Regions from separate parts of the Mus musculus genome. Here regions 1, 3 and 4 are each linked to region 2. The links are chromatin contacts, called in public Hi-C and promoter capture Hi-C maps. All regions are on one chromosome and are shown on one strand. The core of a region is the stretch at or near the end of the contact, and the rest is flanking DNA. Distances in the headings are between cores, read along the strand shown.

Region 1 (2,700 bases), core at 26-2,525, 1.3 Mb after region 2:
GCAGAAAACAAAACAGAGCACCACTCACATGCACTCCTGCTGCAGGATCTTCACAGGCGGACTGGCATCTCTCGCAAGTTCTTGTGTCACTGGCCCTAAAATATAAAAACAAAAACACAGGCATTACGTCATTGCCAACATTAAAGAAGAACACAATAGTCCTTTGCAATGGTCCATCTCAGAAGCCAGATCCGTAATTATGGTTTTTCAACAGGAATTCAGGTTCGGGATAGGATCATCATAGACTAGACCAACGACAGTAAGCTCAGCAGAAAACAAAACAGAGCACCACTCACATGCACTTCTGCTGTAGGATCTTCACACGCAGGCTGGCATCTCACTGGTCAGCATTCACTACAGAAAGAGGTACCATGACATGCTATGAGTAAGAACTGCATTAACAAGACTACCACTTAAACACAATGGTCTTCTCTCAGAAGCTGCATTTATCTTCAGGTCATCATCTTCGGGATGTATTTCATCACTGTTCTGACCCGGTATGTCTCACAACTGTTTGTACAATCAATTTGTACACCATGCATTCACAACAGTCACTCCAAATTGCAAAGGCCAGAGTAGTTTGGCCAGGACTACTTCACAATACATTTCCAGGAACCCGGATTCTTACTTCACAACGGTATGTTTGCATGCTTACAAGGGAAAAAATCTAGGCTTCAATACACACCCTTTAAAACGGTCATGTTTTAAGCATGTTTCTTTCATTTATCAATTCTCTCAGATGCTTTGGGCTCCCCTCCATCTAATATAATGAAAAATCAAAAAACAAAATTTAAGCATCACACATCACTTCCTATTGCACTATAACAATATTCTTAAAATATAGAAGCTGCATCGCCTTTACCTTGGTTTCTTCTTGTAGCTGCTTTGAAGACGCGAAGAACAATGGCGCCATTGTCCTTGTGAACGTGCATATAATAGGATGTCTCTTTCGGTGACTCTAGTACCTTCGGAACAGCACAAAAGGCTGCAAACCCTGCTGTAAAAACCTACCCACGCGGGGACTCAGGAACTAGAACGCATGCGGCCTTCAGTCAGGCCGCTTAGTACGAATCTCACTGGGGCCCAGACTCCAATCCCGAAATATCATTAGCTGCTGCGCACTTCTCCGAGGAAGTTTACACCAGTACCCTAAGTTCAAGTCTCAGAAGCCTCCAAATCCTCGTTGCACCCCTATATTTCACTTGGTCATCCGACTGTAACTCACTCACCGACAAGACAAAGAATATCTTAGGCTCCGTCGTAAAAGAACGAGCCCGGTTCACCGCAGCTCCTTTTATAGTCTCCTTTGTGCGAGATCGAGGCTGCCCCTCCCTCTGTCACTGATTGGACGCGAGAGTACGTGGGGGCGTGGCTTTTCATGAAGCAACGCGTGGGAGCGCGCGCCTTGGACCTCTTTTTTTTTTTACAGGCCATTCCGGGGCGTGGTGCGCGCCGCCCGCCCGCCGCCGCGTGCATCTCCGTTGCTGCGCGCGCTCCCGCTGGCTCGCCGCCACCGGTCTCTTCCGAGTCTGGCGGGGTGGCTCAGCTCGACGTGGCGTGGGAGTGGCGCCAGAATTCAAACGAACTGCCGCAGTTGGAGGCGAGGTCACCGCCTGCTTCGAGCCTAGTCGACACGGACGGTCGGCGGCAGGGAGTGGCCTTGACTTCGCCGCGCAGGCAGCTTTGAGCGCCGCTGGTGGAGAAGCTTGGTTGCTACGGTGGCCAGCGCTGCGCTTGTGTATTCAGCGGGGCAGCCGAAGGGACCTGGGAGGACAGAATTACGCGGGTGAAAACCGAAAAGCTCTCCGTTTATCCTTCCTGCATTCTGGGGGTGCCGCTGGTCTGCAGACAGCCATGCTGTCCAGTGCAGGCTTATCCAACGCCTGCTTGGGCGCTCAACCAGGTCCAACACCAGATTCCCCCGCCCCCCCAAGTCTCCCACTCCGGGAAACAGACACTAGTGACAGTTATACTGTCAGAATGCTGAGAAGTTAAACATTCCGTTTCACAGAGGAGAAAGCAAGTCAAAAGCCGCCAGTTGGCCTAAGGTCACATAGCTATCCTTTGCTATTTTTTAAGTTTCTCCCTTCTAAATTATCTGCAGAAAAAAACTTAAGACTTCAAAGGTCAAATATATAATTCAAAGTAATTTAAATGTATGGATACACACATTTGGATATTTTAGCACTTGGAAGCTCGGGTCTTTATTTTGTAGCATTTTTTACTAATTATGTGTGCATTTGCTGTCAGTTTACATTAACAGTTATCCTCTGATCACCATACTTATAGACTGTGGCATGCATGCCCTCACACACATCATGCACACATGTGATAGTAATGGTAATAAGTGAATAAAAGCCGTTTGGGTAAGAACATCACATAAGGTTTGCCATAGAAAGAAGGTAGGGAATAGAATCACATGGTAAAAGCTTGTCACAGCATCTGGTTAAGGACTGTGCCTCTGGGCTACATTTCAAGCCTGTGGTCTTAATTTGGTTCTTTTTAAATCTATGTGCCCAGGTACACACATGCATGCAGAGGCTGAAGGGCAGCCTTAGGTGTTATCCTCGCAAGCACCATTTATTCCCTTTTGAGATAGGGCCTCTTACTGATCTGGAGCTCAGGAATCAGGCTAGACTGGCTGAGCACAAGTCTAGGAGATCCTTCTGTTTCTGCCTTCCAGCTCAGAAATTATAAGCA
Region 2 (2,700 bases), core at 189-2,688:
ACAATCATTAAACATCATTAAAACAACACTACTTTAAACTTCAACTTCTCAAGACAGTTTTATATATGTACACACATATATATGATGTAACTTGACAGTTATATTGCAATTACGAGACACCATTGGAGGTCTAATTCATTGAAGCTAACTGACTTGGGAAAGTAGCTTATGAAGTATGTCTTCTCAAGGTTGATCATTACATTTCATCCAGTCGCTAAGAGGTGGGCTCCAGGATCTTTTCCACTGTATATGTATTTGTCTCTGCTAATACCTCTCAGAATCCAGGTCCTCACAGAGAATATTAAAAAAAAAAAAATTAAAAGAGCAGGAGTGGAAAGACTAATATTTTTTCTTGTAAAGCACAGTATACAGGTTGTGCTTCCGGATTCACGTATTTTCAAATTAAGGGTTTTGCAAAATAGACTTTCTATAATCAGGATTTTTTTCCAGACATAAACTAAGTGAATTTATAAGACTCAGAATATAATAAAGAATTTAGTGGTGCATCCCAGAGATTTCTACACTTAGGAGACAGACAGCTCTTTAGTTGGGAGGTTAGCCTGAGTTACAAGCCTGAATTTCAGGTTAGTCTGAGCTATATAGTGCAATCCTGTCTTAAAACATCCCCAACGAGCACAGAATACCCTTGGAAGTTAATGACACACATTAACTACTATTTATGTTTCTCTTGAAGCAAAGGCAGGCTAAAAGAAACAATGCCGCGAGCACCTTTAATGGGATCTAGTCAAGTTGTCTCAAAGCTGGACTTCAGCTAGGAGAGGCCATCTTCAGATCTGTCCTAAACCTTTGGATTTAACTCTTTAGGGCAACACGAACAAACGCTAGTTTTCTTTTCTAAGGGACGGCAGCAGGTTTGCCCACCATCTTTCAGTGGAATACTTAGTGCTTTTATTTGCATTTTCGACTAAGAGGTCTTAGGGTCAGGATGAGGAGTTGGACAAACAGGTTAGTCAGAGGCAAACCCCACGAAAGGGCCCTCAGCTCAGTCCAGGCTGCAGGAAGCGCAGATTTGGGGGCTAGCTCGAAGCAAAGACTTGGAGTCCCGACAGAGGAGCGGAGTAATGCGCAAAACAAAGTTCGGAGACCCTGCCTGAGGTACAACCTGGAAACAACAACAGGGTCGCAGACAGCCACAACGCCTCACCTACCTGCTCCTGGGAGCCCGCGCTCTCCCGGAAAGTCCCGGCGAGCGGGCTGTTGTCAGGGCAACAGACCCCTACAGGCGGGCTCCCGGGTGTCACGTGATCCTGCCTGCCACGTGACCCAGGGAGCAGCCAGACAAGCTGTCAGTCTTCTGGTGACTCTCAAATAAAGATTGGAACCTTCACGGCTCTGCAGGATGTGGCGGCCGTAAGGGACGTGGGCGCGGCAGCAGTGTGCACATCCCGCTTTCTCTTACTCCCGGAAATCCCGAGCTCAGCTAGCCGGCCGGGAAGACCCAGGCGCAAGCGCACCATCTAGAGCCAGCGCGTGGCTTTCTGGGAGTTGTAGTTTAGTCCCTTTGTGCTCGTCCTTCCGCAGCGAGCTGCTCTTCTTTCCAGCCTTTCCCACCCTTTTCATTTGAAGGCTACTGTCCAGGTTGAAAGTTTTAAAAACGGTGTAAGAGGGTTGATTTCCTTCAAGTAATAAGCCTTGTGTGGGTGTTATGAGAAAAGTACAAATGCATTAGAAATAATTCCGGTGTTAGAAGAGATGTCCGCCACCCAGTGGACAAGCATTTGAAAATACACAATACCAAGATTCTCAGTGAGAGCCTTGCACTAGTTCAGCAGCTCTGGTTTTTCTGGTATCCTGCTTTTCAAAGCTCTCTTCTGCAGTGGTTTGCTTGAGTTTTTATTTTATTTTACTTTTTTACCCGCTCTCTCTCTCCTCTTTCTTTCGCTCTCTGGATACGTATACACAGGCACACCAAATCAGAAGACAACATTTTGGAATGAAAGTAAAATCTTCAAACAGTAAAGGTCTTTGCCTCTGGTATACATAGTTCTGTACCTCCTTTCTGGCCTGAACTTTTCACTCAACAATGCATATTGACATCTGAGTGTGTACAAGCCAGAAACTATCCGATTAAAATGCAATAATAGAGACCTGTTTTAAGCTACCATTTTAAGCTTGGTGAGAGCATTATGTACATTATTTAAATTTTACAATTTACAAGTCAACTTAATTCAGCTTATGGCTTTTCTTTTAGTACATACTGAATTGAGCACATTCCATGCCCTATAGACGTGGGTTCCGTGAAGCAGACAAGTAGCCCAGACAACTGTTAAAGGAGTGCGGCAAGAAGAGCTATGGTGGCTAGTCATGTACACAAGCTGAGAAAGTTGGGGGATTTTTTTCCACTTGAGGTCTCATTTCAGTCTCACTCACCATAGTTATTTTTTACCATCAACTTGTTAGGGTCCAAGATCTTGGGAGAATGATACCCTAAACTAAGTAGTATGCAAAAGCAAAGAATGTTTATTCAGCAGAATTTCCTGCAAGGAGGGGTCTCCTCATTCAGGAATGGACACATGTAGTGAGTGGGCTTGCAGGCCTAGCTTTTATATTTGTCAGTTAGGGGAATTCCAGGGAGGAATTTGTGCCATTTTGCCTTGATTGGTTAGCTCTATCTCTAGAAGTTTGACTGATTCTACAATTGGTTAGGGCTCTGGAGACTTCCCAGGTTTGGGGTGGGGA
Region 3 (2,700 bases), core at 158-2,657, 1.1 Mb after region 2:
CACACACACACGCACGCACGCACGCACTTGAAAATAATTATTCAAGCAATAAAAAGTGCCAGGAGTGGTGACTCATGCTTTTAATCCCAGCACTGGGGAAGCAGAGATGGACAAGTCTCTGAGTTTGAGATCAACCTGGTCTATAAAGTGAACTCCAAGCTACCCAGGGACACATAGTGAGAGGCTCCTCCCTCAAACAAACAACTGTATAAATTAATCTTTTTTTAAAGTAGAATAAGAGACACGAAGAAAACGCAGCAGACGGGAACAATGCCGACCACCCATGCACTATCCGCTCTGACTTACTTCTTTGAATCTCTTCGACAATGAAGGGATCAAAGCGAATTTTGTCAATGCTTTCATCCAAGCAGTAGGTCTTATAAATCTTCTGCAATTCTTCATGGAGAGATAGCATTTCATCATTTGATAACTCTGGACGCAAAATTCTATCATTAAATTCCTCTAACAAATTAGAGAGAGATTAAGAAAAAAAGTTAATATAAATGCTTTCATGAAAACTTCACGCTCTTATTCTAACTAGAAGCAGAAAATATAATCAAATTATTATTTTAAACTTTTAGAAAAGGACTTGAGAGTAGAATACTCAAATTAAAAACAAATTCAGCCAGGTAGGGGTGGCGCAAGCCTTTAATCCCAGCACTCGGGAGGCAGAGGCAGGCGGATTTCTGAGTTCGAGGCCAGCCTGGTCTACAGAGTGAGTTCCAGGACAGCCGGGACTACACAGAGAAACTCTGTCTTGAAAAAAAACAAAAAAACAAACAAAAAACAACAAAAACAACAGATACAAAAAAAAACAAACAAAAACCCAAATTCAACAAGATTTTTATGTTAATATAAAATATATAAACATGGCTAGCAATACAAATTTGCTACAACAGACTAGTAAGCATATTTGTAATATTTTCTATAAAGAACATATTAGATTAGTTTCTCATACCAAAGATCTGTCAAGATTGTAAAATCTGATTGCTCACTAAGTAATAATGACAATCCAGCTCGGAAAGTTTCTCACAGATCCAACGCGCCGTGATATTCCAGCTTGGCACTCCTAACAGAATGCTGGCCGAGCGGTGCTGATTTGGACTGTGAGATCTTTCACACAGCACCACCACACTGGATTTTTAGAGATTCTTTTCTGCTACTAGAATCTGACTGCAGGCAATGTTACGGTCATGCCCCACCTAGAAAGGACTAGACAGCTGGAGAAGCTCAGTCACCCGAGATATCTAGCATGAAATGTCGTCTGGACAGCAGATCTGCTCTAAACAGCCACAGCACTAGCAAGCATGGTGACGTCACTGGTGACACGCAGAGGAAGCCTCACCGACTGTCAGACAGAACTGCAGGACGTGCACGGCCCCTTCTTGTTTCAGGAAGTTCATAAAGCGGAACAAAAGGTCCTGCTGTTCTCTGATTTGTTTCAGCTCTAACTTCAGCACCTTGTCGCAACATGAGAGGAAGAGTAAGTGAAAGATACATGAATGTATTTTAAAACTGTTATCTCCAAAACATTAATGCTGAAAACACTCACGGATGGCTTTTTATTTCTAGGTTCTGCAAATTTCTGCAGGAATGGAACCAAAGGGGAAGCTGGTTCAGTTGCTTTTTCAGGCTTGGAAGAAACAGAATTATCAATTCAGTAAAATTCGCACTAGAGTTGGTACATACAGTTCAAACAAAGCAGTTCCAAGTGTCGCACGCAGTACGCTCAATACTCACAGGGCTGTCGTCTATGAAGATGATAAGCAAATGATTGACAGTATCCTAATGGGACGTAAGAAGCACAGGTCAGAATAACCCACTGTCATGTTCTGCCAAAAATTCTCAGAACTTTCACATTATCAAGTTTGCTAGAAAAATAAACAGCACAGTGACTGGCTAAATATCTGTATCTGTGTGTTACAGAGGGACTCCTAAAGAACTACAATCAAACCAGTCAGAACTGTTGAAAGTGTCCATCCAAGAACAAATAAATAAGCAAAATGTGACACACACATAGAATGGATTACTACTGAGACTTGGCAAGGAAAGGACTACTAAAACATTCCTCTGCCAAGGAATTACTGTTTATGGGTGTAGAATTTACAGGATTTTCGTTTTGTTAAGACCAACACTTTGGAAGGTGATGATGATGGTCACTCAAATAAGCACATGTTTCAAAACAATGTACTATACACACAAAATGGCTAAACAGTAATTCAAGAGTATTTTATAAAAAAGAAAGAAAGAAAGAAAAAGAAAAGAAAAAATGTAATCTTACTGGATCAGCTAGGAAATCCAAAGAAGGAAGAAGCACAGAACCAGACAGAATCTCTCTTATGAGTAATGTCAGGGACCTGGAGACAGAAGTAATAATAATTAATAATAATAATTAATAATAATAATTCTGTAATCAGTGACCCGCACAAGTTCCTCATTGTCAAGCACTTAACTAACTAAAGACCCCACGGAAATGAAACTATGGGGATGGACATGGTAGCGCACGCCTTTAACCCCAGCACTGGAGAGGCAGAAAAAATTGGATCTTAGTTCAAGGCCAGCCTGATCTACACAGCAAGTTCCAGGTCAGCTACAGGCTGTACTATGAAACCATGTAGGTAGGTAGGTAGGTAGGTAGGTAGGTAGGTAGGTAGGTAGATAAGTAGGTAGATAGGTAGATAGGTAGGTAGGTAGGTAGGT
Region 4 (2,700 bases), core at 121-2,620, 1.2 Mb after region 2:
GAAGCCCAATCAGCACAGCGACCGGCCCAGCCTGCCACATGCAGCAGTTCCAAAACGGAGAATAAGGTGTGTGAAGCAAGCAACGCTGGGCTTGTCTCTCTCCAAGGTAAACCAGAAAGTGCGCTTTTCCCGCCTGCCGCTTATAGATCAGTAACAACAGCCAGCGAAGAACAAAGCGCTCACACAAGCCACCTTCCCACCACCCAATTCCTCCACCCTTCACCCCCACACCCCAAAGCCCGCCCCCGACTCCGCACCCGGAGCGGCAGCCTCGCCACTGCGGCCGCCAGGAACCCATTAGAAACACGTGCTCTGCGCCTTCAAATGTCCTACAACTTCCTTCAACGGAAACCCACCGAGTACCGGGCCAAGACGGTCATCACCGCCTCCCAACATCAACCCGCAGTCGCGGTGCGAGCCCCCTGAACCGTGCAACCGCACCATCTCGCCCCTCAACACTGAGGCCGCCGCGGCGCCAGGCCACGGGCTTTCCCCGCCCCCCAGCGCTGCCGTCTCCGCCGTGACACATGGCTCTCCGCCCCGGGCGCTCCCGGGCGCCCGCGACCCCCAGCCTCCCGCACCCCTCGGTGCAGTGGCTGCGGCGCCGAGGCCGACAGCCCGCGCGGGGAGGGCGTTCCGCCGCCAAGCACACGCCCGCGGGAGCCGAGCACCGCCCAAGCCCGCCGGCCGGTCGCGGGACAGCACCCCGCGCCTCTCCGCCCACTCCCGCGCCGCCGGCCACGACAGCACCAAGTCCGCCGCTCGCGCTCCGCGCGGGCCATCGGGCTGTCGAGGCGCCTCCTCCCGGAGCGCCGCAGACAAAGCCCAGCCGCGGCTGCACATGGGGAGAGGAGGAAGTGGCGGCGCGGCCGCGGCCTACTCTCCGGCAGCCCCGGCCAACGTGCTCTTCTCTCCCCCTTGGAATCCATTTTCCAGAAAAGCCGGTTTCTCCCCGCGCCGCCCTCCCCCAAGCACCCTCCACAATGTCACGGAGCTCCCCTCCCGGACCCGGGGGCCCGCGGTCGTTACCTCCCCGCGGGGCTGGGGCCGAGGAATCCTGTCCGACCGGGTCGGCTGGCGGGGAACGCGTGCTCGCTGCTCCCTGTGTCCGGCGCGAGTGGAGCTGTTGTAAAATGGCGGCCGAAGCTCACGCCGCTGGCAGCAAACCCGATCCAGTTCCACTCGCCTCCGAGCGCGCTCCCGGTGCGCGCGCGCCCCCGCGTGACCCCCCTTCCCTCCCCTCCCTGGCGCGTCCGCTTCTCTCCCTCACTCCCTCAGCTCAGCCCCTGCCCTCCGACAGCTCCTCCTTCTCCCCTCGCCACCTCCGCCGGCCGCTAGCCGCCCTGTCCTCTCAGCCTTCGTCCTTCCTTCCCTGCACCTCCTCCCCCAGCTTCCCCACTCCCGTCCGCGGCCGCTCACACACGAGTGGCCGCCCTTCTTCCTCTCTGGCTCTCTCTGGCTTCACGCCCTCCCTCGCTAGCTCTCTCTCGGCCCCGTCCCCAGTCCCTGCCGAGTCGCTCTTTCTCTCTCCCGCGCTGACGTGACGACGCAGACGACGCCGCGGGACGCGCGCCCGCGAGCCCCGCCTCTCGCCCCGCCCCTAACTCCCGGTCGGGGGGGGGGGAGAGACCCCGCCCTTCCGCCGCGGCGACAGCGAGGGGCCGAGTGAATGAGAGACCCGCCCTCTGTGCGGACACTCCCTCTCGCTCCGCGGGCGGGGCCGCCGGCTCGGCGTGTCCCACTCGTTCTTTGTCAGGAGACAAGCATATCCCCACCCCGCCCTCCCCGCCCCCCACCGCCCCACCGCCGGCCTGGGCTCCGAGGGTGCCCGACGTTGGCTGCCCGCTCTGCCGGGGCTGGGGCTGTCGCCGCCGCGGCCGCCCCGCGCCCTGGGCGCTGGAGAAGCTGCAGGCGCACGTGTCCCCCGGGGCGGGGCGAGGCGAGGCAGACAATGGGGCTGCGGGGGAGGGGAGCTGCACGGGGAACGGCGGAGCTCGGGGCCACCCGGTGGCGGGGCTGGAGTTCGGGAGTCACCCCGGGGAGCCCCGGCTTCCGCTGCTAGACAATGGGGTATCCCGCGGCCCGGCGCGCGCCGTCCTCCGCTTCCACGAATACCCTGGGCGGAGGGAGGGGCGCCGCGGGTTTGCGAGGAAATCCCTGTGCCTCCGGCTCGGGGATGACAGGGAGGCCAGATTTGGAAGCTTAACCGACCCGGTGGTGTTGGATTGTGCAATATTCCGTTTCTGTCCCTGGCCTTTTAAGCAGTTAAGTGCTCCTCCTGGCACACTTTGAACAACTTGAAGCAGCACAAAGCTGCGTGATTAGGACTACTGTGAGGGAAATGTGTTTCTTTTCAAGCATCTTGGCAATTAAATGTTATGTGAAGTGACATTTCCTTTGTAACCATTTACTATGGACAAGAAAGACAAGACAAAGGCGTTTGTATCTCAGGCGATATGGATACTAATTTTATCCAGAGCGACTGTAATGAAAAATGGCATTATCCTCTTTGAAAAAAAAAACAAAAAACTACAATTAGAAAGCTACTTGTTCTTCCAAATGAGCTTTATGCTATGATAAGCCAGTAAGTAGTCCAAGGAAACTTAGATAAACACTCTTCAAAGTGCCTAGACACATAAAATTGAGCTTTTTTTCTGTTGACAGGTGGATCAAGTAGGAAATATTTCTGAAGTACTGCTA

What was found. Promoter capture Hi-C pulls out the DNA fragments that hold promoters and counts their contacts. A called contact is a pair of places that touch in the nucleus more often than the background predicts.
Region 1: a promoter capture Hi-C map of pre-B cells shows a contact between it and region 2, with 8 times the contacts expected there. The contact joins the promoter of Snhg5 here to the promoter of Cep162 in region 2. A contact is called at or near these places in 7 of 39 promoter capture datasets (the 3T3-L1 cell line, the C10 cell line, cranial neural crest and 4 more), 2 of 484 Hi-C or Micro-C datasets (CD4 T cells and embryonic stem cells), 6 of 115 datasets of contacts at active chromatin or transcription factors (the 230-238 cell line, acute myeloid leukemia, astrocytes and 3 more) and 1 of 9 other capture datasets (adipose tissue).
Region 3: a contact with region 2 is called in a Hi-C map of B cells, with 5 read pairs. The contact joins the enhancer-like site here to the promoter of Cep162 in region 2. A contact is called at or near these places in 6 of 39 promoter capture datasets (the 3T3-L1 cell line, embryonic stem cells, hippocampal neurons and 2 more) and 1 of 484 Hi-C or Micro-C datasets (B cells).
Region 4: a contact with region 2 is called in a promoter capture Hi-C map of pre-B cells. The contact joins the promoter of Syncrip here to the promoter of Cep162 in region 2. A contact is called at or near these places in 6 of 39 promoter capture datasets (the 3T3-L1 cell line, cranial neural crest, erythroid cells and 3 more), 5 of 115 datasets of contacts at active chromatin or transcription factors (astrocytes, embryonic stem cells, extraembryonic endoderm stem cells and 2 more) and 2 of 9 other capture datasets (adipose tissue and liver).

What each region holds. Positions count from the first base shown.
Region 1 is chr9:88,521,622-88,524,321 of GRCm38.p6, forward strand. It overlaps Snhg5 (small nucleolar RNA host gene 5), which reads right to left and starts at 1,276. Exons shown (of 5, transcript NR_040721.1): 1 at 863-1,276; 2 at 686-760; 3 at 297-354; 4 at 29-95. LOC115487267 (a small nucleolar RNA gene) reads right to left here and starts at 247; the gene lies at 176-247.
Region 2 is chr9:87,254,094-87,256,793 of GRCm38.p6, forward strand. It overlaps Cep162 (centrosomal protein 162), which reads right to left and starts at 1,439. Exons shown (of 27, transcript NM_199316.2): 1 at 1,170-1,439.
Region 3 is chr9:88,402,959-88,405,658 of GRCm38.p6, forward strand. It overlaps Snx14 (sorting nexin 14), which reads right to left. Exons shown (of 29, transcript NM_001359958.2): 9 at 2,282-2,357; 10 at 1,741-1,785; 11 at 1,553-1,633; 12 at 1,346-1,460; 13 at 307-462. Among named protein-coding and RNA genes, the nearest start is that of Snx14, 35 kb to the right of the region's middle. Within about 2 kb of position 1,408, at least 83 of the 459 cell types and tissues checked have an H3K27ac peak or open chromatin away from gene starts, as enhancers often do. A contact at or near this core is called in B cells, where this site is marked.
Region 4 is chr9:88,481,027-88,483,726 of GRCm38.p6, forward strand. It overlaps Syncrip (synaptotagmin binding, cytoplasmic RNA interacting protein), which reads right to left and starts at 1,371. Exons shown (of 11, transcript NM_019666.2): 1 at 1,030-1,371.